Linked DNA regions of Macaca mulatta: all the other regions are linked to region 1. A link is a contact called in public Hi-C data. All regions are on one chromosome and are shown on one strand. Each heading gives the region's core, a stretch centred on a gene start, on an enhancer-like site or on the middle of the called end of the contact. The rest is flanking DNA. Distances are from core to core; before and after follow the strand shown. Region 1 holds the start of HECTD3 (HECT domain E3 ubiquitin protein ligase 3). Region 2 holds the start of CCDC163 (CCDC163 homolog). Region 3 holds the start of LOC144333799.

Region 1 (5,044 bases), core at 961-3,460:
CTCACCTCGGCACTCCACGATGCGGATCTCGATGATCGGGAGGTGGACAGTCATGTCCTCCAGGACACAGACATCACCAATCAGGGTCCTGAGGAGACGAGTGTGAGGCACTTCGGATACCTCCTGCCTCAGGCCTTCAGAGACTGCTGGAGTCTCACTCAAACTTAGGCTTCCAAGCTGGGCTAGGCTTGGAACACACCCTACTTCCCTCCCCAGGCCAGTGTGCTCACTCGTCAATGCTCACGTCACTCAGCTTCTTCAGGTTGTCCCCTTCGCCCCCATAGACCACCACCCGCTTTGGCATAAAGTTGTCATCTGTGGTATCTACTGTAAGTAGCAGCTTCCTGAAAGGTCAGAGTGTGAACATGAGTCTTTGTGAACCCACAGGAATGTGGCTCACCCATCCTGTCCTGCCCAGAGCCTACTTACTTGACAATGGTGCCCTTCTTCATGGTAAGCCGTACCCAGTGCTGGCACTGGGACCCATCGCTCTCCCAGTAGGTATCGGCATTGCTGTCTGTCAGGCAGGATACATTGAACTCCTCCTGGGGAGGGGCAGAGAGGTGGAGTCAGTAGTTACCCTCCCTCGCTGAGCTGGGCTTGTGCTCTGGACCAGGAGGACCAGAGAGAAAGCAGAGTGAAGCTGGGCTAACAGGCAACTGGTATGGGATAGGGGGCCGCTGGGTATGTAGGGGTTCCTACAGACTTCCAAGATAGGGAGCTGAAGTGAGTGTGGCCCGTGGGGACCCTGTTTTGGTCCTGGCCTGGAGGTGGGGGTTCTTTCTGGATCTAGCCTTGAGGGGTGTGACTATATCTTGCCTGGGGTGGGAGGAGCCCCAGCACCCACCGTGTAGGAGGAAACGTCTATGCTCTCCACATACTGCTTCACGCTACCCAGGTTCTCATCCTCCTTGCCCAGGTGGTCATACAAGAAGTGGATCAGGTCCTCGTCGCACTCGTAGGTCCATGTCGGGGGTACATAGCTAAGCAACCCCAAGCCCCTAATTAGACTGGGCCCAGACGCAGAGCTCCTTCCTCCCCACCCCATTCCAGCTCACTCACAGTAGCCTTTGTACAGCTTCTGCGTATGCCTCTGCTGGCTGAGGTCTCGATCCCAGGCGATGTGAGTATGTCAGGTCCACCACCTGTTCCCACCTGTGGGCACAGAGTAGGGAGTGGGAAAGGGAGACATCAGCGGGCAGCAGGACACTACCTCCATGCCGTGTAGCCTTCTCCTGGGCTCTATCTCCCGGTCTCCAGACGCCCCACCCGAGCCCCCTTCATGTCCCGCCCCTTCCTGTTCTTAACCCTGCCTCCACTCCAGTATCCCACCCACCCCAGGGTGCGGCTGAAGTGTTCCCAAGCCGTCCTGGCCTGGCCTTCGGACAGCAAGCCCCGCTCCTTCAAGTGCAGGACCTGAGCACCGGCCGATAATCCACGCCAAAGAGCTGCTGCTGCCGCTGGAGGTGGTTGGGAGTGTCGATGGGTACCAGGCGGGCTCCGCCCTCCGCCGGGCGGCACACCAGCAGCCAGCCTTCCTGCAGCCCGCAGTCGCCCAGGTGCTCTGCCAGCTGCTCCTGCCGGGACGCGCCGGATGGGGACAGCCGTCAGGGAACTGCCCAGCCGCCTGTCCTACCCAGCCCAGGGCAAAGGGCACCGAACGCAATGCCAACTCAATACAGGGGAGGAAAGGGAAACAGCCAGAGGTTTCTCTGGCCCCGGGGGTCTTTTACCTGGTCCTGGGTGGGGAAGAGCTCACCTTTGTCAGCTTCACCCAGAGCCCGTGGCCGTTGCACAGCTCCTCGCCCGTGGTGCGCACGCAGGCGCCGCGCCGGAGCTCGATGCTGTCGCGGGCGGCGCGGAGGGGCCCGGAGCCGGTTCCGGGGGCTGGGCCTGCGGCGCCCACACGCAACCCCAGGCCCTCTGCCTCCCACACGGGCAGGAGCACGCGCGACGGTCCTGCCGGGTCCTTGTAAAGCTTGTAGAGCACCTCTTGCGGCACGAAAGCCAGCGCTGCCGGCAGCGGCCGCCCAGCGCGGAGGCTCCGCGCTGCCTCCGCCAAGAAGCGCACGCGGCCCAGCAGCTGCCGCGGGGACTCCAGCACCGCGCCCGGGCCAGGACCCGCCATGGCTAAGTGGCGGAGGTGAGCGCCTAAGGGCGATCCTACCCGGTGAACAGCTGGCGCGACCGCGGACGGAGCTTCCCACCACGCCCTGCCCCGCCTTTGGCCAGCCTTCGCCGTATGTTCTGGACTAAGCGCACCCAGCGCTCACCGTATTGCACTGTGTACTCCTACACCCAATCATATTACCTACCTCTGTGCCACCCTAACCCAGCCGACCAAACCCAAGATTGGTGATTTCTACCTGATCAATCTCCTTCTCTCCATTTCCTTGCTACTACCATTTTATCTCTACTGCTACTACCCTCATTCAATAACCGTTCTATCTGGCCTGGATCATTGCCAACATTTTTCTGGTTCTTCGGCCTGCTCTTTTTCCTCCCACTCCCAACGAATTTGCTGGACTCCCTATCCTTTTTTTTTTTTTTTTTTTTTTTTTTTTTGAGACGGAGTCTTGCTCTGTCGCCCAGGCTGGAGTGCAGTGGCCTGATCTCGGCTCACTACAAGCTCCGCCTCCCGGGTTCACGCCATTCTCCTGCCTCAGCCTCCCGAGTAGCTGGGACTACAGGCGCCCGCCACCTCGCCCGGCTAGTTTTTTGTATTTTTTAGTAGAGACGGGGTTTCACTGTGTTAGCCAGGATGGTCTCGATCTCCCGACCTCATGATCCGCCCGTCTCGGCCTCCCAAAGTGCTGGGATTACAGGCTTGAGCCACCGCGCCCGGCCGACTCCCTATCCTATAGGTGGTGTGACTAAAATGTTTGAGACAATGGCTCCTTCCCCTGCCACTGACAGGAGTCTTGAGTCATTCGGGTTCTGTTTGTCACTCCTAATCCCAAGGACACTGGTAATCGTTATTCATTTTAATGTGATTACTGATTTCTGTTTTCCCAGTCTTATAGCTTCTTAAAGACCGGGGCTGTCTTGAGCAGAGCTAACCTCTACACCTACTGTAGGTCCAGGCTCTTAGTAGGTAATGTAAGTATATGACGATTTCAGTTTCCTGAGCAGCCTGGTTCCATCATCCTCAGTATGCCTGGCTGAATAAGACTATTAGAATCATGAGTGGGACTTGAGCCAAGCCTCCGGATACCCAGACCGTCAGATGAGAACAAATTCCTCATGTCACCGTAACATACAGTTACAGCGGAGTTCTCTTTTCAGCGTTTGTTGTTGCGTCGCTACAGCGGACTTTACGGTGAAAAAAGGTAGGGGTCCTACGGGCAGCAGCCAGGGCAGCCCTGGAGCTGTCGCGGGAGTCTGATCATGTGATCTTCAACATGGCGACGCCCTTGATTCCCTACAGAAAGGGGCGGAGCCTGGACGGGGTGGGGGCAGGCTCACATTCAGGTTAACTTGCGAATTGAGCTCGCAGTTACAGACAGCTGACCATGGAAGCGAACGGGTTGGGGTGAGTTCTCCAGAGCACGCGGTGTGGCTAGTTGAGCTTCTGAGTCTTCCAACTCAGGACTCTATCCCTGTACTCCCCTTTCCCCACCTTGGAGATCTCTCAACCTGGACTCTGTTAGCTGGGATCCTGAATCCTAAAACCATGGATTTTTGAGACGTTCATCCCAGGGGCCTTAATTCAAGGGATGCCTCAGGATTTCCAACCAGGATCTCTATTCTGGGACCATCAACTCTCATCCCTCTTTATCCCCCAGCCTGGGGATCTCTCAGCCTCTGAACCAGCCCAGTGACATTCCCGTTTCTGAGACTCCGTAGTCCGAAGACCCCCAAACTATCCTTCCTGGGCCTTATTTCCTCCCCCTAGTCCCTCTAGTTGCTTCGAGCTTGGGAGAGTAGGGACTAAGTGGAGGGAAGAGGCCCCAGGGCGGGCCCTTCTAGAGTTTGTGCACCACCTGATAGGCAGAGAGGCGGCGGAACGGGCGGAAAGCCAGGGTTTGGGAGCTGGCCTGGAGGAGGTAGATAGCGGTCCTCGACTAAATCAGCCTTATGAATCCGCACTTTACCCAACCTCCAGCCTAGCATACTGACACCTACCCCTACCCCCACCTGATTACCAGACCTCAGGGTTTTCCGGAGCTGAAGAATGACACATTCCTGCGAGCAGCCTGGGGAGAGGAAACAGACTACACTCCCGTTTGGTGCATGCGCCAGGCAGGCCGTTACTTACCAGGTAAGAGTCAGGCCCTGGAAATCTAGATAAAACTCCGGAAGGCGAAAAGTTTTCAAGGGGCAGGGGAGGGCTCTGGAGGGCCTCAAGGCTAAGCCCCGTCTTCCCTCTGTATGCAGAGTTTAGGGAAACCCGGGCTGCCCAGGACTTTTTCAGCACTTGTCGCTCTCCTGAGGCCTGCTGTGAACTGACTCTGCAGGTGAGGGGTGCACAAAAGAGGGAAAGATTTATGCCTTCAGTCTGCCACCTAGCAACCCGTCTCCTGTTTCCTACAGCCACTGCGTCGCTTCCCTCTGGATGCTGCCATCATTTTCTCCGACATCCTTGTTGTACCCCAGGTACCTACTCAAATCTGATCCTGGAATATAATCCAAGGACCCCTTGAAAATCCTTCTATCAGTCCAGTCAAGGTTTACAATAAGCACTTATCCTAACTGGATCGAGGGAAAAACTAAGGTTGAAAGAGATGGAGTTTGGCAGTTTTATTCTCCTTTTCCTTCCTTCTGGAATGAGCTGAACAGAACCTTTCCTCCTGGATTCCATTTTGGGAACCCAGATGTTTTCTCCCCCTCCAGGCACTGGGCATGGAGGTGACCATGGTACCTGGCAAAGGACCCAGCTTCCCAGAGCCACTAAGAGAAGAGCAGGACCTAGAACGCCTACGGGATCCAGCAGTGGTAGCCTCTGAGCTAGGCTATGTGTTCCAAGCCATCACCCTTACCCGACAACGACTGGCTGGACGTGTGCCGCTGATTGGCTTTGCTGGTGCCCCAGTAATGTGGGACA
Region 2 (5,044 bases), core at 875-3,374, 500 kb after region 1:
GCACCTGTAATCCCAGCTACTCAGGAGGCTGAAGCAGAAGAATCGTTTGAACCCGGGAGGCAGAGGTTGCAGTGAGCCAAGATTGCGCCATTGCAACAGAGCCTGGGCAACAGAGTGAGCCTGGGCAACAGAGCAAGACTCCATCTCATAAAAAAAAAAAAAAAAGAAGAAGAAGAAGACTTTCCAGAAAAGCGGACAAGGAAACACATATTCACCCCCAACCTTTTACTTACTCAACTGGTACTGCAGCAACTTCAATTCCTTCTGCATAATTTCTGACTCCTCCCACAGCACTGTAGGAGTGACAGCAGTGCTATTCTAGAGTCAATCAACAAATCCAGAGTAAGAAGGCCACCAGCCTCCCAGAATGCCAAAAGTTCAAAGGCCTCAAGAAGGCAAGGTTTTGCCTATCACTTACTCAGTCTGCAGCTCCTGAGGAAGGCCATTGGTAGTACTGCATTCTCCTGGTCCTGTTTGCATCTGGGCTTGGGCTTTCTCCCACACCTGGCTCCGAAGGCCCTGCAGTTACCTTCTCAGCTCCTCCCGGCATTGCTCCAGGAGAAGAGCCCTCCCCTTTGGGGCCCCCTGCAGCAACCTTAGTGATGCTGTAGTGGGACAAGTTAGGGATCATCCTCTCTAAGAGTTTCACAAGACCCTAGATACTCTACTTGCAAAACAAGACACATGTGCACACACAACAGGTGTGTGGCAAAATTGTGTGCATACGTATGAAGCTGTGTGTATGAAGAAAATAACTGGCCAGATACATTCCAAGATACTGAGCTGGTACTTCTGCTGCTCTCACTCTTCTAGCAGGCCCTGCACTGCCTGCCTTAGGGCCTCAGTCACCTACCCAGGCAGAAAAAAACATATGAGCTACTGTATAACAGCTTTTCCCAATCCCTAATATCCTCATCTCACACAAACATCACATATACACACCAAGGATTCCAAGCCTCATCTGAGCCTGAGATTGAAGCTAGGATCAGAGAATAGTAACCTCATCCCAGAGAGAGGATGGGCTCTAGGACTCAGGGCAGCTCAGTCTTTGTAGGACTGTGGGAGTCTCTAAAGCCCAAGGCTGTTGAGCTTGGACTCCTGACTGCAGAGGCAAGTGATGAGAGGAAATCCAGGTCCCAGCCAGGTCCCCAGCTGAGGGAATAAGGAAGGGTTAAGTGCAGGGTCTGTGTGGGGAAACAGAGTTAAGGAAAGGACAGAGTTGGAATTTGGAAGGAGTAATGGATGATACAGGCCCTGGAGGAAGGCACAGAAAGAGAAAGGGCTTGGAAGTAGAAAGAGACATTATTTACCTGAGTTGGAGACCCCAAGAGGATACAGCCACTGCTACAAAAGAAACAGTTGCACAGGTCAATGAGCTCTGAGAGTCCCTTAGCGTGCCCACGCAAACTGGGGACTTCCACCAACCCCTCACCTTAATCCGGGCCACATTTCCATCAGTAGTGTTGAGAAGCACATCCAGCTGCTCAAACCAGCTGAGGCTCCTACTCATATCCTGTGGCAGGGGAGCGGCAGGGGTCTGGCTCCCTGGTGCCTTGTGCTTACTCTCTCAGCGGGGGATACCCAAGGTACAGCCCAGGAAAGGCCACCACGTTAGATGGAAAGAGGGTAGTGGGGATGCAACTTGGAGTAGGGGGATGCACTATCAGACCAAAACTGCGATCGTGGGACTAGGGAAAGGAAGGACGCTCTTGGGGAACTGGGGGGAAAGCGGGATACCCTGATGATACGCAGATATCAGGTGGGGGTTGAAGGTGCCAGAACCTGGTCGAGACCTCCCCAGAAGCAGTACACTGGCGCCGCCACGCCAAACCTGTGCCAGTGACAACTGCCGCCGCCGGGTTCAAAACTTCGGGTTGGTTTTGAAAGTCCGACTTTGGACTGGCTGCCGCTGCGCCACCTGGGAAACTGAGTTCGCCTCTCGCAAACACAACCGGCGATGGAGGCGGCGGAACTACCTTTCCCTGGAAGAGACACGTACATGCACACCCCCACCGTGTAGCTTGCCGGGAAACTGAGTCTTCCTGATTCCGTGTAGCTGTCTCCAGGGATCGAACAAACTACGCATCCCAAGATGCATCGCGCATAGCCAATACTGTCCCGCTATTTTACCCGTTTCCTACCTGGGAAATGGAGTCGAAGTTGACTCAAAACGTAACGGCCCAATTGTCCTTGAGACTTCATTCCCCGGCAAGCTCAGCGTGTAACGAGCGCTATGGAGCCGAAAGTCGCAGAGCTGAAGCAGAAGATCGAGGACATGCTATGTCCTTTTGGCTTCGAGGTTTACCCCTTCCAGGTTAGTTTATCCCTCCTGCTGCTCTAGGGCGAGATCTATGATTGGCTTCGTTGCAACTGGCGTGAGGCCTCAGGAGCCTCTGCTCCTCCTGTGTTCCTGCAGCCCAATGTCCATGTGACAACAGGGACAGGGTTTCAGTGGGGGCTTGGGTTAAAAAGATAGTGGTCGAGGCCGGGCGTGGTGGCTCACACCTGTAATCCCAGCACTTTGGGAAGCAGAGGCAGGCGGATCACCTGAGGTGAGGAGTTCGAGACCAGTCTGGCCAACATGGTGAAACCCCATCTCTGCTAAAAATACAAAATTAGCCGGGCATATTGGTGCATGCCTGTAATCCCAGCTACTGGGGAGGCCGAGGCAGGAAAATCGCTGTAACCCCTGAGGCGGAGGTTGCAGTGAGCCGAGATTGCGCCATTGCACTCCAGCCTGAGCAACCAGCGAAACTCATCTCAAAAAAAAAAAAAAAAAAAAAGTTGTCCCATGTTTGTCCTTTTACCCCCATATAGTATAATGCCGGATTGGTTAACAGGAGACACCATATGACCTGTAACGTGTGTGGCTCAGATTGTCACCTATATAATTTACAAGAAGAAAGGGACCTGTGAGGCAGAGTCACCTTGGAACTTCCTAAAGGATTTAGGAGAGGTCAAAGCCCAGAAGGTTTGCATAGCTATGATTTAGGTCAGCTGAAGAGGGACGGCATTCCTGATAATGAACAGGCAAACAATTGGCTGGTTTGTTCCCTCTACCAACAGAAGGATAATTCATGATATTTCCAGTCATCAGTGCTGGACTGGGTAATGAAACTTTGTACACTCGCCTGGCACAGCAATCTCAGCACCGCACCCCGACCCCCATTTACACAGTTATATTTCCCAACATCAGTGCCCTGTGCACTGAGCAGTTAAGTTACAAAGCTAAATCAACTCAGCTTGAGCCCTCTGCCTGATGCTTAAGAGACTACCCACTTCCCATTCCTTCCACCGAGTGGCTCACAGCAGACCTGGGAGAGGATATAGAGGGAGAAGTAGGTTGGGTCTAGCTTGAGACTGGTCTTGCCAGAAAAAATGGAATTAAGCTATATATGAAAAGATAGATTGGAAGGAAGGAGGGTTATGTACATCCCAAATATCAGAAAAAGATTGAGTAAAAGTGTGGAGATAGCCGGGCGCGGTGGCTCAAGCCTGTAATCCCAGCACTTTGGGAGGCCGAGACGGGCGGATCACAAGGCCAGGAGATCGAGACCATCCTGGCTAACACGGCGAAACCCCGTCTCTACTAAAAAAAAACACAAGGCCGGGCGCGGTGGCTCAAGCCTGTAATCCCAGCACTTTGGGAGGCCGAGACAGGCGGATCACGAGGTCAGGAGTTCGAGACCATCCTGGCTAACACGGTGAAACCCCGTCTCTACTAAAAAATACGAAAAACTAGCCGGGCGAGGTGGCGGGCGCCTGTAGTCCCGGCTACTCGGGAGGCTGAGGCAGGAGAATGGCGTAAAAACCCGGGAGGCGGAGCTTGCAGTGAGCTGAGATCCGGCCACTGCACTCCAGCCTGGGCGACACAGGGAGACTCCGTCAAAAAAAAAAAAAAAACCACAAAAAATTAGCCGGGCGAGGTGGCGGCGCCTGTGGTCCCAGCTACTCGGGAGGCTGAGGCAGGAGAATGGCAGGAACCCGGGAGGCGGAGCTTGCAGTGAGCTGAGATCTGGCCACTGCACTCCAGCCTGGGCGACAGAGCGAGACTCCGTCTCAAAAAAAAAAAAAAAAAGTGTGGAGATAGTGGTGTGGTGTTACCAAGTAAAAGGGCTTGATGCCTGATGTGCTAGAAGCCAATATTATGACACTGGGTTTTTGAGAAAACAAAAGCTATTTGTTGCAGATCAACCTTTAACTCTTTGAGACACTGTTTCAGTGGATGGCAGGTATGTGGAAGAGTGAAAATACCTATCTGGCAAATTGAGTAGACCTGGGTATTAGGAGTTTTTGTACTGAACAAAGCCAACTGCAGCCCTGCCAGTCACCCTAGGCTCCTACCTCTCACCTCTCTACCCCCACATCCTATAAGACTGTCTACAAGGCCGGGCGCGGTGGCTCAAGCCTGTAATCCCAGCACTTTGGGAGGCCGAGGCGGGCGGATCACAAGGTCAGGAGATCGAGACCACAGTGAAACCCCGTCTCTACTAAAAATACAAAAAATTAGCCGGGCGCGGTGGCGGGCGCCTGTAGTCCTAGCTACTCAGGAGGCTGAGGCAGGAGAATGGCGTGAACCCAGGAGGCAGAGCTTGCAGTGAGCCGAGATCGCGTCACTGCACTCCAGCCTGGGCGACAGAGTGAGACTCCGTCTCAAAAAAAAAAAACAAAAAAACAAAAAAACAAAAAAACAAAAAAACAAAAAAAAAAAAAAAAAAAAGACTGTCTACTGAATCTCCCAAGTCCATTCCCTTCTATTCCACCCGTCTATGCTGTGGTTCAGGCCACCATTTCTCACTTGGATTACTGTAATAACCTCCTTGCTGTCATTTTACCTCCAGTCCATCCTCCACACTGCAGCCAGTTTGATCTAAAACTGATCATGCTAGTTTACTTCTTAAATCATCAGTGACTCTTCACTGTCACCAAATTAAATTCATATTCTTTAAATTGGTATTCAAAGCCAATCAAAATCTCACTCCTATTGATCTCTCCAGCCTTCTCTCCCTCTGATTCCCTCTACGGACCCTTCACTTCCACCAAA
Region 3 (5,044 bases), core at 720-3,219, 290 kb after region 1:
AGCTAAACAAGTCACCAACAGGAGGGTAAATAGGTAAAATCATAAATTAAACACACACATAGCTTTTACCCCAACAATTCTGCTTCCAAGAAATCAGCCTGCAAACATACTCCACATGTGCACAAAGACCCACAGAAAGGATGTTTACTACACCATTTTATAAACAGCTACAATGTTCATCAATAGAGGGCTGGTTAAATTAATATAACACATCCACATAACAGGGTATTATGTGGCCATTAAAAATATCATGGTAGGCTGGGCACAGTGGCTGACACCTGTAATCCCAGCACTTTGGGAGGCCGAGGCAGGCGATCACCTGAGGTCAAGTGTTCGAGAACAGCATGGCCAACATGGCGAAACTCCATCTCTACTAAAAATACAAAAATTAGCCCAGCGTGGTGACGAGTGCCTGTAATCCCAGCTATTCGGGAGGCTGAGCCAGGAGAATCACTTGAACCCCGGAGGCGGAGGTTGCAATGAGCCGAGATCGTGTCACTGCCTGGGCACAGAGTGAGACTTCTGTTTCAGAAAAAAAAAAAAAAAATTCATGGTAGGGCTGGGCACAGTGGCTCAGCCTGTAATCTCAGCACTTTGGGAGGCCAGGGGGGGCAGATCACCTGAGGTCAGGAGTTCCAGACCAGCCTGGCCAACATGGCAGAAACCCCCATCTCCACTAAAAATACAAAAATTAGCCCAGCGTGGTGGCGCACGCCTGTAATCCCAGCTACTTGAGTGGCTGAGACATGAGAATCGTTCGAACCCAGTGGTGTGCCATTGCACTCCAGTCTGGGCAACAGAGCCAGACTCCATTAAAAAAAAAAAAAAAGTACATATGGTAAATATTATGTGTATTTTACCAAAACAATTTTTTATTTTTAAGGCAGTCTTGCCCTGTCGCCCCGTCTGAAGTGCAGTAGTGCGATCACAGCTCACTGCAGCCTTAACCTCCCCCAGCTCAGGAGATCCTCCCACCTCAGCCTCCCGAGTAGCTGGGACCACAGGCCTGCGCCACCACGCCCGGCTAATTTTTGTATTTTTGTAAAGACCATGTTGGCCAGGCGGGTCTCGAACTCGTGATCTCAAGTGATCCGCCCGCCTCAGTCTCCCAAAGCGCTGGGATTACAGGCGTCAGCCACCGTACCTAGCCGAAAAAGAATTTTTTAAAGTCACCATCTCTGCGAGGTTTTTCTGGGCCATCCCCAGGTAAAATGTCAAGCCCTCCACAAGCCGGAAGAGAGTCGGAGTCCTGTGGGGGAGGCAGGGGCGTGTCCAGAAAGGCGGGAGCTTCCGAGCCGCCTCCACGGGAAGGGAAAGGGGCGGGAGCTTGGAGGGGGCGGGTCCAGAACGGCTGGAGCTTCCGGGGCCGCCGCCTCTGGAAGGAAAAGGGGAGGGAGCCTAGAGGGGGCGGGACCAGGAAGGAGAGGGCTTGGGTTTTTGGGGTGTCAGCCTGCTCCTGCTGGGATAGGCAAGAGAGGGAAGGGCCGAGGCTTACGGTTTCGGAGTGAGGGGAGCTGCTCGGCAAGCCGCCGCGCCTGGGTTAAGAGCAGTAGGAGGAACGTGGCTTCACGACTTCGGCTCCTCGGCCATCCACAGCCGGGCCTCCGCCTCTGCTGACCTGGCTGCTGTAGAAGGCAGAAGAGGCCTGAAGCCTGCAGCAGCACCCTGCCCCGCGGCCCCGCGCGCCCTCCAGTGGCGTCATCCCGTTCGCTTTGGTCTCGACTGGCGCGCCTATCCTCCGCAGCAGCACCCCTTGGGAGGGCAATCGCGGCCAGGCTCCGAGGACCCATCTTGTGAAAGTTCCCCGTGGTCCTGACTTTAAGGGAAAAGGGGTCGTACGTGGGCCACGGCCGGAAGGGAGACCCAACATCCATGATGACGTCTGCCCGCCAGCCTCCCTCTTCAGAGCCCAGTCTGTGCCTTGCATCAAAGTCAAGCACAGGGCTCTTGTAGGGCACCGAGCCCCAGCCAAATCACCCTTTTCTTTCAGATAGCCCCCACTTACGCCCAGAAACCTTACTCCCTCCCTCTGGAGCAGGTGGGAAGTGAAAGGCCGGGGGGCCTGTTTCTGCTCCCTCTGTCTGTACCTGTGGCCCTTGAGTGAAAGCCCCAGCCATTGTACCAAAGACCTGAAGGTTCCAGGATTGCTCACTTGGGACCCTGACTATGAAGGGTCAAGATAGTCCATTCTGCCCCAGCACTCAGAACCTTATTACCAAGGCCCCTGCCCCAGGAATCCACCATCAAAACCAGGGCCCTGCCAGTGCCTTCCCAGTGTTCAGGCCTAGGGAAGAGCAGCCCCATTATGCCTGTTATTCCTGATCCTTCTGCAGTCTCTCTCTTTGTGACCCCATGGCCTTTGCTGCTATGGCTGCCCTGGCTCCACAGAGTGCCAGGTCAGAGACACCCTGGCCTACATAGGTTCACAGGCTAAAACCTGGGCTTCCTGCCAGGCTGCAACTCCCAGCTGCACACCGCAACCTGAGAAATCTCAGCACAGTCTAAGAAGTAGTAATGGGGTCGCTTCCGACTCGCTGGGGAAGGGAGATGAGGGCCTCTAGCTCTCCATGCCCAGTCTCTCATCATCAAAGTCATTTAAGGCCCCAGCGACCCCAGGGTTCAGCAGCATTCTGTTCATCATGAGCAGAGGGGTGACTGAATAGAATGGGAGGCAGGTGTGGCCTGAGCAGTTCCCAACTTGAATTTTCCCTTGAGCTTAGTGATTTGGGGCGGGGTTGGGGGGGCAGTTTGAGATATTTTCCCTTCACTTGTGGGAAATCTTCAGCCCCACAAATCGCTAAGCTGAAAGGAAAAGTCAAGCTGGGAACTACTCAGGGCAAACCTGCCTCCCATTTGATTCAAAGTCACTCCTCTGCTCACTGAGATAGACACATACCTGATTGCCTCCTTTGGAGAGGCTTATCAGAAAATAAAATAATGCAACCATTTGTCTCTCACTTACCTGCAACCTGGAAGCCCCCTCCCCGGTTGGAGTTGTCCCCGCCTTTCTGGACGGAACCAACGTACCTCTTACGTATGTTGATTAATGTCTCATGTCTCCCTAAAATGTATGAAAACAAACTGTGCCCCGACCGCCTTGGGCACATGGCGTTGGGACTCCCTGAGGCTGTGTCACAGGCACGCATCCTCAACCTTGGCAAAATAAAGTTTCTGAGTTAACTGAGACCTGTCTCAAATTTTCAGAGCTCACATTTTGGTAACCGTTGAGGGATTCTGAGTGGAGATGCCCCTGACTTTTGACAAATCTGTCAGTGCTTGGTACCAGCAGGAGCTAACTTTATGCCAAACCAATAAGACAATTTACTGAGGTCTGAGAGTACCCCCTCCAGAGAATCCCTGATCTCCCAAAATTTGGTCAAGAGCTAAAGTTTATTTTGCTGTACAGCTCCTCTTTTTCTAGAGTTTTACTTGCTTGCAACACAAGGAAGGCAGCTTTTTTCCTGCTTCCATGACAATAGAATGCAAATAACTCCTATGGAGTTTGAGCTTGCTTCTAACAGGGAAGGTGAGTTTGTTTCTTTTTTGTTTTTTGTTTTTTTCCTGCTTCTAGGATGGTAGAAAGCAACCTTCAGCCTGAGACCCATCCCTAGATAAGTAACTGAATTGGGGTTTCTCTTGGATAAAGTTAAGGTTGACAACCAGCTGGTCTTAATTTCTCCTTACCATTAGAGCGCTTGGTGATCTTATTGTTGGTGTTTTGTTGTTATTTTTGTTCCGGTCTGAAGTTGTTGTTTAAGGATCCTCATTCTAGTTCAGAGATGCATTCTAAAGGGTCTTCTCTATTGCTTTTTCTCCCAAATTTAAACTTAATTCGGTTTGTCTGTGTGTATTTGCATGGAGAAGTGAACTGTTGTTTTCATAAGTTAATGACAGTTTTCTCAGCTCCAAAGAGAAAGGGCATTTACTCCTCCCAGCTGGAAGCGCCCCTGGGTGACTGGAGGCCTCATGGGAGTCTCTGGGGGGTTGACCCCTTGCGACAGGCAGCGCCCTGGAGGGAAATCCCTAATAAAAATTATTTTTTAAAATGGCTTATCCAGGAAATGCATATAAGGGCTGATCACCCAGCCTTCTGAGCCCTCTCTGAGGTCATAAACCTCTGGAGAGAGAAACCCAGACATGTAAGAGGGTGGAAACGACTCAGCGATGACACACCGTAGCGTCCTGCCCACAAGCAGCACATATCAATCCACCACAAAAAAAAAAACCTGGGCCACAGCTCAGTTCCTCCTATTAAGACAAAAAAAAAAAAAAAAAAAAAGTTGGAACCAATCTAAGAATGAGGAGGAAACAAGGAGAATGACCCCCTTTCGAGCACTCCATAGAGTTGATGGCACCTCTGCTTGCCAAAGTTTATGAAAATGGAAATAATATGGCCTTTGTGCACATTTACATTAAGGAAAAAGAGCCTTAAGATCGACCTGCAAATTATAGAGTTCCTAAGTGCTCTTTTTCTCTATTTTTTTCTTTTCTGCCTGCTCTAAATCTGCTGTTATTTTTCTATTAAGATAAAAAGCACTGTATCCAACAAGTTCTTTTTGCAGGCTAGCGAATTTGTGTTTATCTCATGGCTAAAAGTTCTGAAGTAAAAGCTATAGGATATTTGTTTATGTGTGTGTCTATGTGTGTGTATATATATATATTTAAAAGACCTTTATAATTTCTACAATTTTATGCTTAATTGGCAATTAAATCTGTTTTAATTTCCCTCTAGCACACCAAACATTTTCTGTCCAACCTTATAATGTAAATTTTGCTATTTGACTTTCACCTGAGTTGTTTCTTTAATATGCAAATTTAAAGCTATTTACCTGAAAATTCCCCAGGGTTATGAAATAGGTCATTAAGAATCTGAAAGTCTGGCCAGGCCCGGTGGCTCAAGCCTGTAATCCCAGCACTTTGGGAGGCCGAGACGGCGGATCATGAAGTCAGGAGATCGAGACCATCCTGGCTAACACGGTGAAACCCTGTCTCTACTAAAAAATACAAAAAAAAAAAAAAAAACTAGCCGGGCGAGGTGGCCGGC

The links. A called contact is a pair of places that touch in the nucleus more often than the background predicts.
Region 2: a Hi-C map of fetal cortex germinal zone shows a contact between it and region 1, with 6 times the contacts expected there. The contact joins the promoter of CCDC163 here to the promoter of HECTD3 in region 1. A contact is called at or near these places in 7 of 14 Hi-C or Micro-C datasets (CD4 T cells, blood, cortical neurons and 4 more).
Region 3: a Hi-C map of fetal cortex germinal zone shows a contact between it and region 1, with 9 times the contacts expected there. The contact joins the promoter of LOC144333799 here to the promoter of HECTD3 in region 1. A contact is called at or near these places in 9 of 14 Hi-C or Micro-C datasets (CD4 T cells, blood, cortical neurons and 6 more).

The regions. Positions count from the first base shown.
Region 1 is chr1:195,613,875-195,618,918 of T2T-MMU8v2.0, reverse strand. HECTD3 (HECT domain E3 ubiquitin protein ligase 3) reads right to left here and starts at 2,210. Exons shown (of 21, transcript NM_001257654.1): 1 at 1,760-2,210; 2 at 1,417-1,577; 3 at 1,063-1,155; 4 at 848-983; 5 at 430-545; 6 at 231-344; 7 at 6-88. The coding sequence starts at 2,128. UROD (uroporphyrinogen decarboxylase) reads left to right here and starts at 3,493. Exons shown (of 9, transcript XM_077959671.1): 1 at 3,493-3,532; 2 at 4,149-4,261; 3 at 4,378-4,457; 4 at 4,834-5,031. The coding sequence starts at 3,513.
Region 2 is chr1:195,111,500-195,116,543 of T2T-MMU8v2.0, reverse strand. CCDC163 (CCDC163 homolog) reads right to left here and starts at 2,124. Exons shown (of 4, transcript XM_077959763.1): 1 at 1,783-2,124; 2 at 1,311-1,344. The coding sequence starts at 2,001. MMACHC (metabolism of cobalamin associated C) reads left to right here and starts at 2,114. Exons shown (of 4, transcript NM_001266340.1): 1 at 2,114-2,314. The coding sequence starts at 2,234. It overlaps PRDX1 (peroxiredoxin 1), which reads right to left. Exons shown (of 7, transcript NM_001260933.1): 7 at 3,819-3,848.
Region 3 is chr1:195,323,829-195,328,872 of T2T-MMU8v2.0, reverse strand. It overlaps LOC144333799, which reads right to left and starts at 1,969. Exons shown (of 2, transcript XM_077959778.1): 1 at 1,496-1,969. The coding sequence starts at 1,874.